2 separate regions of the Gossypium arboreum genome follow, and region 2 is linked to region 1. The links are chromatin contacts, called in public Hi-C maps. All regions are on one chromosome and are shown on one strand. The core of a region is the stretch at or near the end of the contact, and the rest is flanking DNA. Distances in the headings are between cores, read along the strand shown.

The links. Hi-C and Micro-C count contacts between places; a contact is called where the count stands out from the background.
Region 2: a Hi-C map of leaf shows a contact between it and region 1, with 4 times the contacts expected there. The contact joins the promoter of LOC108486202 here to the promoter of LOC108453741 in region 1. A contact is called at or near these places in 2 of 5 Hi-C or Micro-C datasets (both in leaf).

Annotation. Positions count from the first base shown.
Region 1 is chr6:94,362,313-94,367,950 of ASM2569848v2, reverse strand. LOC108453741 reads left to right here and starts at 3,454. Exons shown (of 14, transcript XM_053030202.1): 1 at 3,454-3,740; 2 at 4,064-4,166; 3 at 4,283-4,529; 4 at 4,818-4,859. The coding sequence starts at 3,683.
Region 2 is chr6:94,908,421-94,913,980 of ASM2569848v2, reverse strand. LOC108486202 reads left to right here and starts at 2,095. Exons shown (of 20, transcript XM_017790102.2): 1 at 2,095-3,574; 2 at 3,824-4,027; 3 at 4,963-5,067; 4 at 5,154-5,219; 5 at 5,299-5,463. The coding sequence starts at 2,363.

The DNA.
Region 1 (5,638 bases), core at 2,205-4,704:
GGCAAGGACATATGCTATTCGTGCTAGAGAAGATGCCTCTGCAGCAGACGTCATTACTGGTACATTTTCTCTACTTGATACTGATATTACTGCTTTGATGGATCCTGGTTCCACACATTCATACATATGCACAAATTTAGTGTCTGTTAAAAATTTACCTGTTGAATTCACTGAATTTATGGTTAAAGTTTCAAACCCCCTGGGTTAGTATGTTATGGTGGATAAAGTCTATAAAAACTGTCCATTGACGGTAAAGAGTTATTGTTTTTCGGCTGATTTGATGTTATTGTCATTTGATGAATTTGATGTGATTTTGGGAATAGACTAGCTAACCTAACATGATGCAGTGGTGAATTGTAAACAGAAATAAATTATATTGAAATGTTAAAGTGGTGAGTTACTCTATGTTGGATATGATAAATTAGATGGATTACCTAATGTGATTTCAGCAATATCAGCACAGAACTATATTAGAAAGGGTTATGAAGCTTATCTTACATATGTGTTGGAAACTAAAGTATTTGAGTCGAAAGTTTTAAAATAGTTGACATGAATTATTTGTAAATATTCTGAAAACTCCAATAATGCTCCGTAACCCTGTTCTGGCAATAGACACGGGTTTGGCATGTTACATTGGGAATCTTCAATCTTCACAAAAATATGTTTCAAAGTTGGCTTAAATGATGTTTTTCGAGTTATTTTCTTGAGTATTCTCTAGCACCTCCCTCCCATCTTCTTATTTTTGACATATATATGTCTTAGAATGCTCGAAAAACCTAAAAAACACAACTTTCTACTATTTACTACACAATCTCGTTAAATTGACACGGCCGTGTGGTTTGGCCATGTGAAAAGGTGTAGCCCATGCAACTCCTTTAGCTTGTTCTAACGTTTTGATTTTCACTCCTTTTGCTCCCAATTGCTCTATTAAGCATTAAAACATGAATTTAAAGGATTAGGAGTATAAAATTCACAATTAACATCGGATAATCACCAAAAAAAGCGTTAAGAATGGGGTTAAAACATGTTACTTTTAGCATTTATCACCTCTTTCCTAGTAGAACTAGGGGACTAGTTTTTCTATCAGATAAGTATTATATGTATTTTACTAATTCAACTAGGATTCTTTTATTTCTCCCTATAAATAGACGACACTGGTAAGGCTATATACACAAGTCATATACAACTTTGAGATATTGTTATCTTGCTTGAAAATGGTGAGAAATTATTTTTAAGTATAAATTTTATTTTTCGGAAATAACAATTCTATTGATTTTTATAGATAAAGAGATTTACTTTCTTACTGAAAGTAAGAAAATTATTTGTGATTCTATGTTTGATTTGTGATTGTTTGAGCCTACACTTGAAGCGATTCATGGTATAAGAATAGCGGATAAGACCATTCGATTGGAAGCCGAAAACGTAAAGGATCTGTCTTGCACAAAGTACATGTACTTTTCAGGAAAAGTTTATTGTACCACAAACCAGCTTGATTTTTAAAATTTTAGTTTTTCGCTGTGACACAAAACCATTTATTAAACCAGATTTTTCCAACAATCGGTATAAAAGCAAGTTGTGCTATGTTTATAGTATAAACTGATACCAAAATTTTCTCTCTTCTTCATGTTTGGTTAATTTTTTATAAGATGTGACATTTTTATAATTATTAGCATGTTTTGCATTATATTTATGAATGAATTTTTATATTATTTTATTATTTATATGATAAAATAATTTTGCCAAATTGTGATTCCTATAAATTAAAGTGGTTGTAATTATTATTTTATCGTGGACTATCATCTCTATGTAGGTTTTATTTAATTTTTAGAATAATTCATGTGAGTCGGAAATGAACATAAGTCTTCTGTAACCAATTTTTTTGGCGAAACTCGGAGAACCAGGATGCATCCAGTACTAATTGAGACGACACAAACCTGACCCAACGAACTGGCAAAAGACCAACGGTGGTTGTTGACAGCGGTGGCCTAACAGTGGTTGGTGATGGCTGACGATGGTTGGTGGCGACCCGACGACAGTCCGATGGTGCCCGACAGTGACCAGAGGCAACTCAATGATGGTCCATGGTGCTCAGTGGCAGTCTAAAGATGACAACAACCTCAACCGTGGCGGCAACGAAAGTTCGTGATGGTGATAGTAGATCCCTTCGGTGGTTTATGTTTGTAATATGTTATGTAATTTAGAACACATAAAAAATTAAATCTATAATATAGAAAAAGATTAAGTTGACTAGGTATAGAATTTTAATAAATGAGAAAATATATAAAATTATTAAATTTGAATTATAAGTAATATCAATATTTGTCAAAAATTTAATATGATATGAGCGGCCTAAAATCGGCTTAGATTAACCATTTACAAGTATGGACAAGTTTAGGTAAAATTCTAAGCTCATATTTCATGTTGAACTAGACTTAAATTAGTATAAAGTGTGTTAATATTATACTTAAACTCGACCTGAAACTAATCTAGCTTTGCTCATGAATACCTCTAAGAGGGATTCTTTTCCAAAATTACAGTTGATTTGAGTTCAAATTCATGCTAAGCTCATTGCATATCAAATTACTTTGTGTTAGACTCCTTTTGAATTCGAGTCATTACAAATTATGTGAGTTCATTCAGATTGTTGATTCTTTTTATGGTTAAATTGGATTTGATTTAACTGAAGTTCAATTGGATGGGATTGAAATTTGAAGTTGAAAGCTAGAGTAGAAGTGTCTAATATCTATCAATTATATAAAAGGAAGGTCCAAAGATGACATGTCGGATGCTTTTCTTTTCCCTTCTTTTCTCTTTTACATTTTAGAAATATTGTTAAATTTTAGTCTTAATCTTTCTATTATGTTTAGTTTTGAGATTTAATCTCCATGCTTTAATTTCTAACATAATTGGTTGTTTATATTCTTATAATGTTAGTAATTAGACCAAATAGTTTGCATTGTGAACTCTTCGATTAAAATTTTACATAATTATACACAATTTAAATGCCTTGAGAGCTTTTCGAGATTAACATGTGGCTTTTTGTTTCTTTTAAGTTTGTGCTTTTTTTTTATATTATAAGACAAATGATCAAATTTCAAATTTGGCCTTTAGTTTTAACATAATTTAATTAATCTATTTTTATAATATTATTTGTAAATCTAAATAGTTAATATTGTTAATTATTGATATAAAAATTTATTTTATCATGAATGGGTATTTTTTAAAACCTTAATCAATATTTTCAACATTAGTTCTATTATTACATAAATACCGAATAAATTATTTTAATTTCAAAACTTATATCAAAAGATTTAATGAATTTTTTAATAATGATAATAATTAGACGTAAATTTTAAATTTGAAAAATAAAAATTTTAACTTTTAAATATAGTAAATATTTAGGTATGTAGAGAGTAGTTTAACATTCAATTTTTTTTCTCCATTTAACAAACAATACGTATGAGGCGGTTGGCGGTTGGTTAATGGTTGCTGTGTCATGTAGACATATAACGTGGCAACATTTCTGCAATCGGAAGAAAAAGAATATAGAAAAAGTTTCGTAACCCGGTCCCAATCAAAAGCTTCGTTCAAAGACGCATTTTCACAAACAAGTTGTGAGCACGACTTCTTTCGCTTAGGTAGGTGCTCGACTTCTTTCGCTTGCCTTTGTACCGTTCGCTCAATGAGGAATGTGTTCGCTCCTCTCAACCGTCATCGCCTTCTCACATTGCTCTCCACTGGTATCATTCTTCTTTTCTATTAGTCTTTCCTTTTCCGTCCCCGCTTATTATTCTATCAACATTAATATCAATTGTTCTTTGATTTCCTATTGCTGCACTGTGTTTAATTTTCTTCGATGCTAGTATTATCCTGATAATTTAAGTTTTAGGATTGTGAAGCACTTTTATAGCACCGAGTTGGGCATTTCTGGAACTTCCCGGAAGTAATATTTTGTTGGTCATATTTGTTTTACCTTCGGTTGTTCATTTAGTAATGTTCTTACGACCTTGAGTATATGTGGATGTTACTGTTTATATTAGTTGATTACTTATACTGCTTGCAGCTGTAAACCATAATAGACATGTTGGAACAATGCTGCGTTATTCTGTTTCTCCGGAAGTTCAGATGGATACCAGGCATCGATTATACTTGTTGCAGCAACAACTGTAAGTGCATTCATATTTACCACTAAATTTTGCTGCTCGGAATTGGGTTATGTAATAAATTGGTCTGGTGAATGTGGAGTGTCTCTAACATTTGTTTTTTTACCTTTTTTATGCAGGTTTTCTACAGGTTTTGCCAGTGTCCATGGTGAGAGGCCTTCTGCAGAGTATGCAAAGCTGAGGAAAGAATCATTGGAAAGTGAATTTGGGCATACTGTTGGAACGCACAGCTCAACAAGCGTTTCTGCTGTATACCGATTTGGCCCATTTCTGGCTTTGTATAGAGCAGCAATCATTTCATTTCATGTATTGAAGTTGACCATTTGGCATTTCTTTTTTCGAGACATAAAAGAGCGTGCTGTGAAGGTATTATATGAATTTTATTCTTAAACATGTTCTGTTTAATAACTTGAATTGGTTCTATTATTCTTGCATGCATCTATATTCATCCAATTTGAGAGTAGAGTAAAACATCGAAATCTTAGCATAATCTGGCTGACTTTGTACTAGAAGTTTGCATGCTTTAGTGTTGCAATTTCATGTTATTTGGCCAATGGTTTTGCTGAAACTATCATAAGTTCCTATTTCCTCTTTTATTTTATTTTATTTTATTTTTGTTACTACAAGCTTATTGTATTTTTTACATTCTTTCAGTTTCGTGAGATGTTAATCCGCTTGGGTCCTTTCTATGTTAAGGTAAGTTCCTTTATCTTTGTTTTATCGTACTCTTTATTTATTCCAAACTGTTCCAATAAGTTTCTTGTTGGGCTTCGTTTATTCTAGTTTCCCTTTACCAAAGTTTTACAAAAAGTTAAATTCTACTATTAGGCCCTGTACTTTGTGAAAGTTGAGGATTTAGTCCCTATACTTTAATTTGGTCATTTTCAATCCTTTTCAAATTTTAAAATTTAACTCATCACCAAACGGTAACTGTTAAATTCATTAAGTTCTACTATTTCCAAAATTTGATGCATCAAACATGGTATCATATGTGAATGTCATATCAGCTTGTTATTTCCACATATTACGCATTAAAAATTCAGTTAATGGTTAACGATTGTCATTTGCATCAAGACTAAAATTTCAAAATTCGAAAACTATAGAATTTGATCCAATTGGAGAATATGGACTAAATCTACTATTGTATGCATAGTACTAGACTATTAATTAAATTTAACCAAATAGATTTAACTGCTATTGATTGGGTTAGGACTAAATTTTTAAAATTCAAAAAGTACATGGACTAAAATTGACCAATTCGAAAAGTGCAAAGACTATAATTAATCAAATTGAAGTACAGGGACTAAATCCACAACTTTCGCAATGTACAAGAACTAATAGCAGGCTTTTATTTCCTTCATAAACTCTAAGTTAGGAATTCTATTAGGACTCTTTCATTTGTTATTAACAATCTATAAAAGGGTGCCAATATGAAATAAAGAGTTAAGCAATTATTTTATAAAAAAGAAACATTA
Region 2 (5,560 bases), core at 846-3,345, 550 kb before region 1:
TCGACATTACCTTTTTGTGATAATCTTTTCATGTATTATATGCTTTTATCCTTAACATCTAGATTGGACACAAGTCATGAAATTGTCACACTTGTATAGTCCAATATCATCTTTCTTGATATTCTGAGTAGACTACTATAAAAAAATAAGTGTGATATCTTATATCAACTGATTCGAGCATGGCCATGCATTTTTAATCTCACTCCATCAAGAGGCCTAAGATATTACTCGTATTATGTAAGAAGGACAAATCCTATCTTGATCAACCATATTCCTCTACATAGATTGTGACATACCCAACATCAGTCTTTATAGTATAACCTGTTATGGTAGACGTTTGACTGTGTCAAAATATACAACTCACTATGTTGGGACAATGATGATCTCAAGTCTAAGGATCATATACATAATTATCACTATGAGTAATGTTGTGACTATTACATAATAATCCAATAACCATACTCATAGCAGGTCAGTCCAGTATGTTGTTCTCTAACACATACTCGCGTATCAGTTTTGACATCCCTATGTCAATGACAACACTTCATCATTAATCAACTACACATTAGTCTCAATGCATTATCATTGTTCAAGCCCACTATAATACTTGACTAAGGACCTTTTAAGAATAATCATATTATTCTTAGGACTTTATTATTAAATACTTTATTCGTGCATACATAAAAAGAAACTGAAATAACAATGGCAATGCATTATATTAGAAAACAAGGTAAAATGAGTATGTGATTACAATCATCTCATGATTGGTCTTTGGGCATACTCTAACACTAAAATGCAACAATTTTAAAACTATCGAGTTGATGTCATGACATCGAAGGTCCATAGTTGTGATGTCACTCTCTGTTGATTTTTCATCGTGACATCACCTACTGCTTTCATAACTTCCTTGAACATAAAATCACAACAACTCTATAATATGAACATTAACATATTTACATTATTTTAAACCTTATGCTACTTACATACATATATATATATAATATACAACTCATGTATCATATATCAAACTAACCATGATATCTAAAACACCAAATCAACAATTTACTACTTAAAACCGACTCAATTTTGGGTACATGCCACATATTGAAGCATAAAGAAACTATACAAACTTTGCTAAGATGAGAGTTGCGGTTTGAATGCTGGATCACTCCTCGAGTCTTTGAGATCTATTAGTACCTATGCATAGAATAAACAAACCGTACGTTAAGCGATAAAGCTCAGTGGTACTTTTATGTTTCAAATCAACATAGCATGTTAGACCTACACTAAAATCATGAATTAGTTTTCAACAATAACAATTTTCAATTCATGTCACATCTATCCAAAATGCATACCTTATGCTAATTGATAAATTCATATTAGCATAGAATACCAAGTTTCCTATCATTGCAATAATTCAATTATATGCCAATGCATTTCACCAAGTCAATTCATTTTCACATTTCCTTCTCGAATCATTTGTTTTGTTTCGTTTTTAGACAAGTCTTTAAGGCTTGTATAATCGGTTTGTATAATCTTTCACATGCTGTCAGTTATCATATTTCATATGCATACAAAATATTTCATTTTCAAATGATTGTTCATATCAACCATCATTACAAGTTCATGTTTTATAATCATTATTAACCGAAAACAAATTCAAAACGGATGCGCAAATTATTTGACCATCACACCAATCTATAATGATTTAAAACTTATCATAATTTACAGTTACAATTTCCCCTTAAAAGTTCTTAATATTTAAAAATAATATATGTTTTTATATCAAAATTATTTCTCGTATCAAATCTTAATTTCGAAAATTATTAGAACGTATTAAAAAATTCTATTAAATGCCAATGACGAGGAAATATTAAAACCGATGAGAAATTATCGAAATTTTTGAAGAATTACAAAAATTATAAAGCTATACCAATTATTACTAGAGAATACCAAAAAAATATGAAAATATATCAATTTTAACTTGTACCTTGTTGAATGGGTAAAATCCGTCCTAAGTTTTTTTTTTCCAAAGCTCACAGCAGACATCCCGTTAGTGGTTTAGTAGGATTGTAGGAGTAAGTATTTTATTTTTCCCTCCAAAAATGAAAAAAGAAAAGAAGAAAGGAAGTGGGTACTCACATTAATAATCATGACACGTAAAATTACAGCTAATCCAGCCCCCTTTTTTTTCTTGTCAGCCCTGGTTTTCTCTCTCTTAAAATCCCTTATTTTCCCCCACACTCCCACTCAAGAAGACGCCCAACAAAACACAGAGCAAAAGCATTAACAAAGAGGTGACAAAGGAATCAATTCCATCATTTTCTCCGTCTCCGTTTCCTCCTCCTTCTCCTTCGCCGCCATGGACCAGCAATCGCAGCTCGCCCTCATCCTAGGACCTGACCCGATTCCATTTGAAACCCTAGTCTCCCACTTGATGTCATCATCAAACGAACAACGTTCTCACGCTGAGGCCTTGTTTAATCTATGCAAGCAATCGGACCCTGACGCCCTCTGCCTTCGCCTCGCCCACCTTCTCCAAGTCTGCACTCAGCCCGAGACTCGCGCCATGGCAGCTATTCTCCTCCGTAAGTTGTTGACGCGTGACGACTCTTATATCTGGCCTCGCCTCAACATTTCTACACAGTCTTCCCTCAAATCCGTGCTTCTGTCTCAAATCCAAGTGGAAACCACCAAAAATTTATCTAAAAAGCTGTGCGATACTGTTGCGGAGCTTGCTTCCAGTATTTTGCCGGAGAATGGGTGGCCAGAGCTCTTGCCGTTTATGTTTCAGTGTGTCTCTTCGGATTCCCCTAAATTACAGGAGTCTGCTTTTTTGATATTTGCGCAGCTGAGTCAATATATTGGGGATGTGTTGACTCCTTTTATAAAGGATCTACACACTGTGTTCTTGAGGTGCCTGAGTGAAAGTTCTAATGCCGATGTCAAAATTGCTGCGTTGAATGCGGTCATCAACTTTATTCAGTGTTTGACCAGCTCATCCGATCGGGATAGGTTTCAGGATCTTTTGCCAGCAATGATGAGGACCTTGACAGAGGCTTTAAATAACGGGAATGAGGCCACTGCTCAGGAGGCACTTGAGTTGTTGATCGAGTTGGCAGGTACCGAGCCACGGTTTCTTAGGAGGCAGCTTGTTGATGTAGTGGGTTCGATGCTGCAGATTGCAGAGGCAGAATCTCTTGAGGAAGGGACACGTCATTTGGCGATTGAATTTGTGGTGACTTTGGCGGAAGCAAGGGAGCGTGCTCCTGGAATGATGCGGAAGTTGCCGCAATTTATTAGTAGGTTATTTGCAATATTGATGAGAATGCTGTTAGATATTGAGGATGATGCAGCATGGCACACAGCAGAATCTGAGGATGAGGATGCTGGAGAGACCAGCAATTACAGTGTCGGACAGGAGTGTTTGGATCGTTTGGCAATTTCCTTAGGTGGGAACACAATTGTTCCTGTTGCATCTGAGCAGTTGCCTGCTTATTTGGCTGCTTCTGAGTGGCAAAAGCATCATGCTGCACTAATTGCCCTTGCGCAGATTGCTGAGGGGTGTGCCAAGGTACACTTATTAATCATCGTTTGTTAATGTGGTTATTCAGTTTGGTTTATGGTGTTGTAAGTTTACTAACAATGGGGTGGAATTCTGTCTAGTGCATGTGGATTCAAACATATTTTTTTATAGCCTAATGGCATAGCTAATTCATCTTTGAAAGGAAAAAATGCCTTATGTTTCATGGTTGAGTAAAAAATTAGGAAGATGTTTATTTTCTTTTTCTTTTTTTAAATTTATTTGTTGCTGTACTTGCAGGTTATGATTAAAAATCTGGAACAAGTGGTTTCCATGGTTTTGAACTCATTTCATGATTCTCATCCTCGTGTAAGGTGGGCAGCTATTAATGCAATTGGGCAATTGTCTACCGACTTAGGACCCGATTTGCAAAACCAATATCACCAAAGAGTATTGCCTGCATTAGCTGGCGCTATGGATGATTTTCAGAATCCACGAGTACAGGTTAGTCCGAGATATATAATTTTGCTTTCATGATTCTAGATTATAATTTTGAAAGTATGTAAATATTTTTTTTACTTTGTGATGTGGATGCTTATGTAATCTTCAATCTTTAAGTAGAGAGAAACAAGCTGAAATTCGCTGTAGGCTGGTGACATAATTCACTAATATGCATTGCACTTTAGATAGAGTATTTTATTCATCCTATCTTTATCTCTGTTTTTGTGGTATAATCAGCACTCCCTTCTCTCCCCTGAACCCAACAACATTCAATTCCTTTCCAATAATGACCTGATTCTTAAGTTGTCTGTGGATATGCCTGGTGTTGTTCTGGTTGTGTGGCTTGCTTTAGGTAAAATATATCCGAGTGTATATGTTCTTATTTGGTTATATCGGTATCTTTGTAGTTGACAAATTTCATATTATATAATAAGAATTAACATGTTTTTTCCAGTTTGGAACATTTCAACTGGTTACTATCGAATTATTTTATCACTCATCAGAGTTCACTGGTGGTTGTTATCTAAATTTTCTAACACTCACTGATTTCTTAAATAATGGGAATAGTTTTTTAAATTTCGTTATACAATTCTATGTCTACCTATTCTTGAAAGATGAAACAGAACTTGGATGTTAAGTGTTGCTAGCTTCTTTACTGTAAGAGCCTCATAACTGGTTGTGAAGGTGTAATCTCCTGAATATTTTGTGGATAATGGAGAAAAAACCATCTTCAAGTCTTCACGTAGATGTGGATTTATTGATAGTTCCACTGTCCCAGTTTATAGATGGATAGAATATGCCTACTTACATGTAGTTGAACGAAGCTTATTCTCTTTGTGTAAAAGTTTAATATTTTTATTGTATGTCCCTTTTTTTTTACCTCAACATTTTACTGTATAATATGAATAACTCTTTTGTCATGTAATTTGTCTGAACAGGCCCATGCTGCGTCAGCTGTACTCAACTTTAGTGAGAACTGCACTCCAGAAATTTTAACACCTTACTTGGATGGAATAGTCAGCAAATTGCTTGTACTTTTACAGGTATGACAAGTGAGTTAAATGCTAATCCATCAATTCACTTTATTTTAGATTATTGTTTTTTGTCTAATATAAAATATATCATGCAGAATGGGAAACAAATGGTGCAAGAAGGTGCCTTGACTGCTTTGGCATCAGTTGCCGACTCATCTCAGGTATAATTTTACCCAAAATAAATCATTAGTTTATATCTTTTATATGGGTGATTCAGGCCAGTGATATTGGGGGTTGCAGGAGCATTTCCAAAAATACTATGATGCAGTTATGCCTTACCTGAAAGCAATCTTGGTAAATGCTACTGACAAATCTAATCGTATGCTACGTGCCAAATCCCTGGAGTGTATTAGTCTTGTTGGAATGGCTGTTGGAAAAGAGAAATTCAGAGATGATGCTAAGCAGGTGGGTATGCGTATAGAAATACCTTGTCTGGTTTCAATTTGATTACTTCTACTCTTATATTTATTTTTTTAGACCTCAAAAGGTCATCAATCATAGA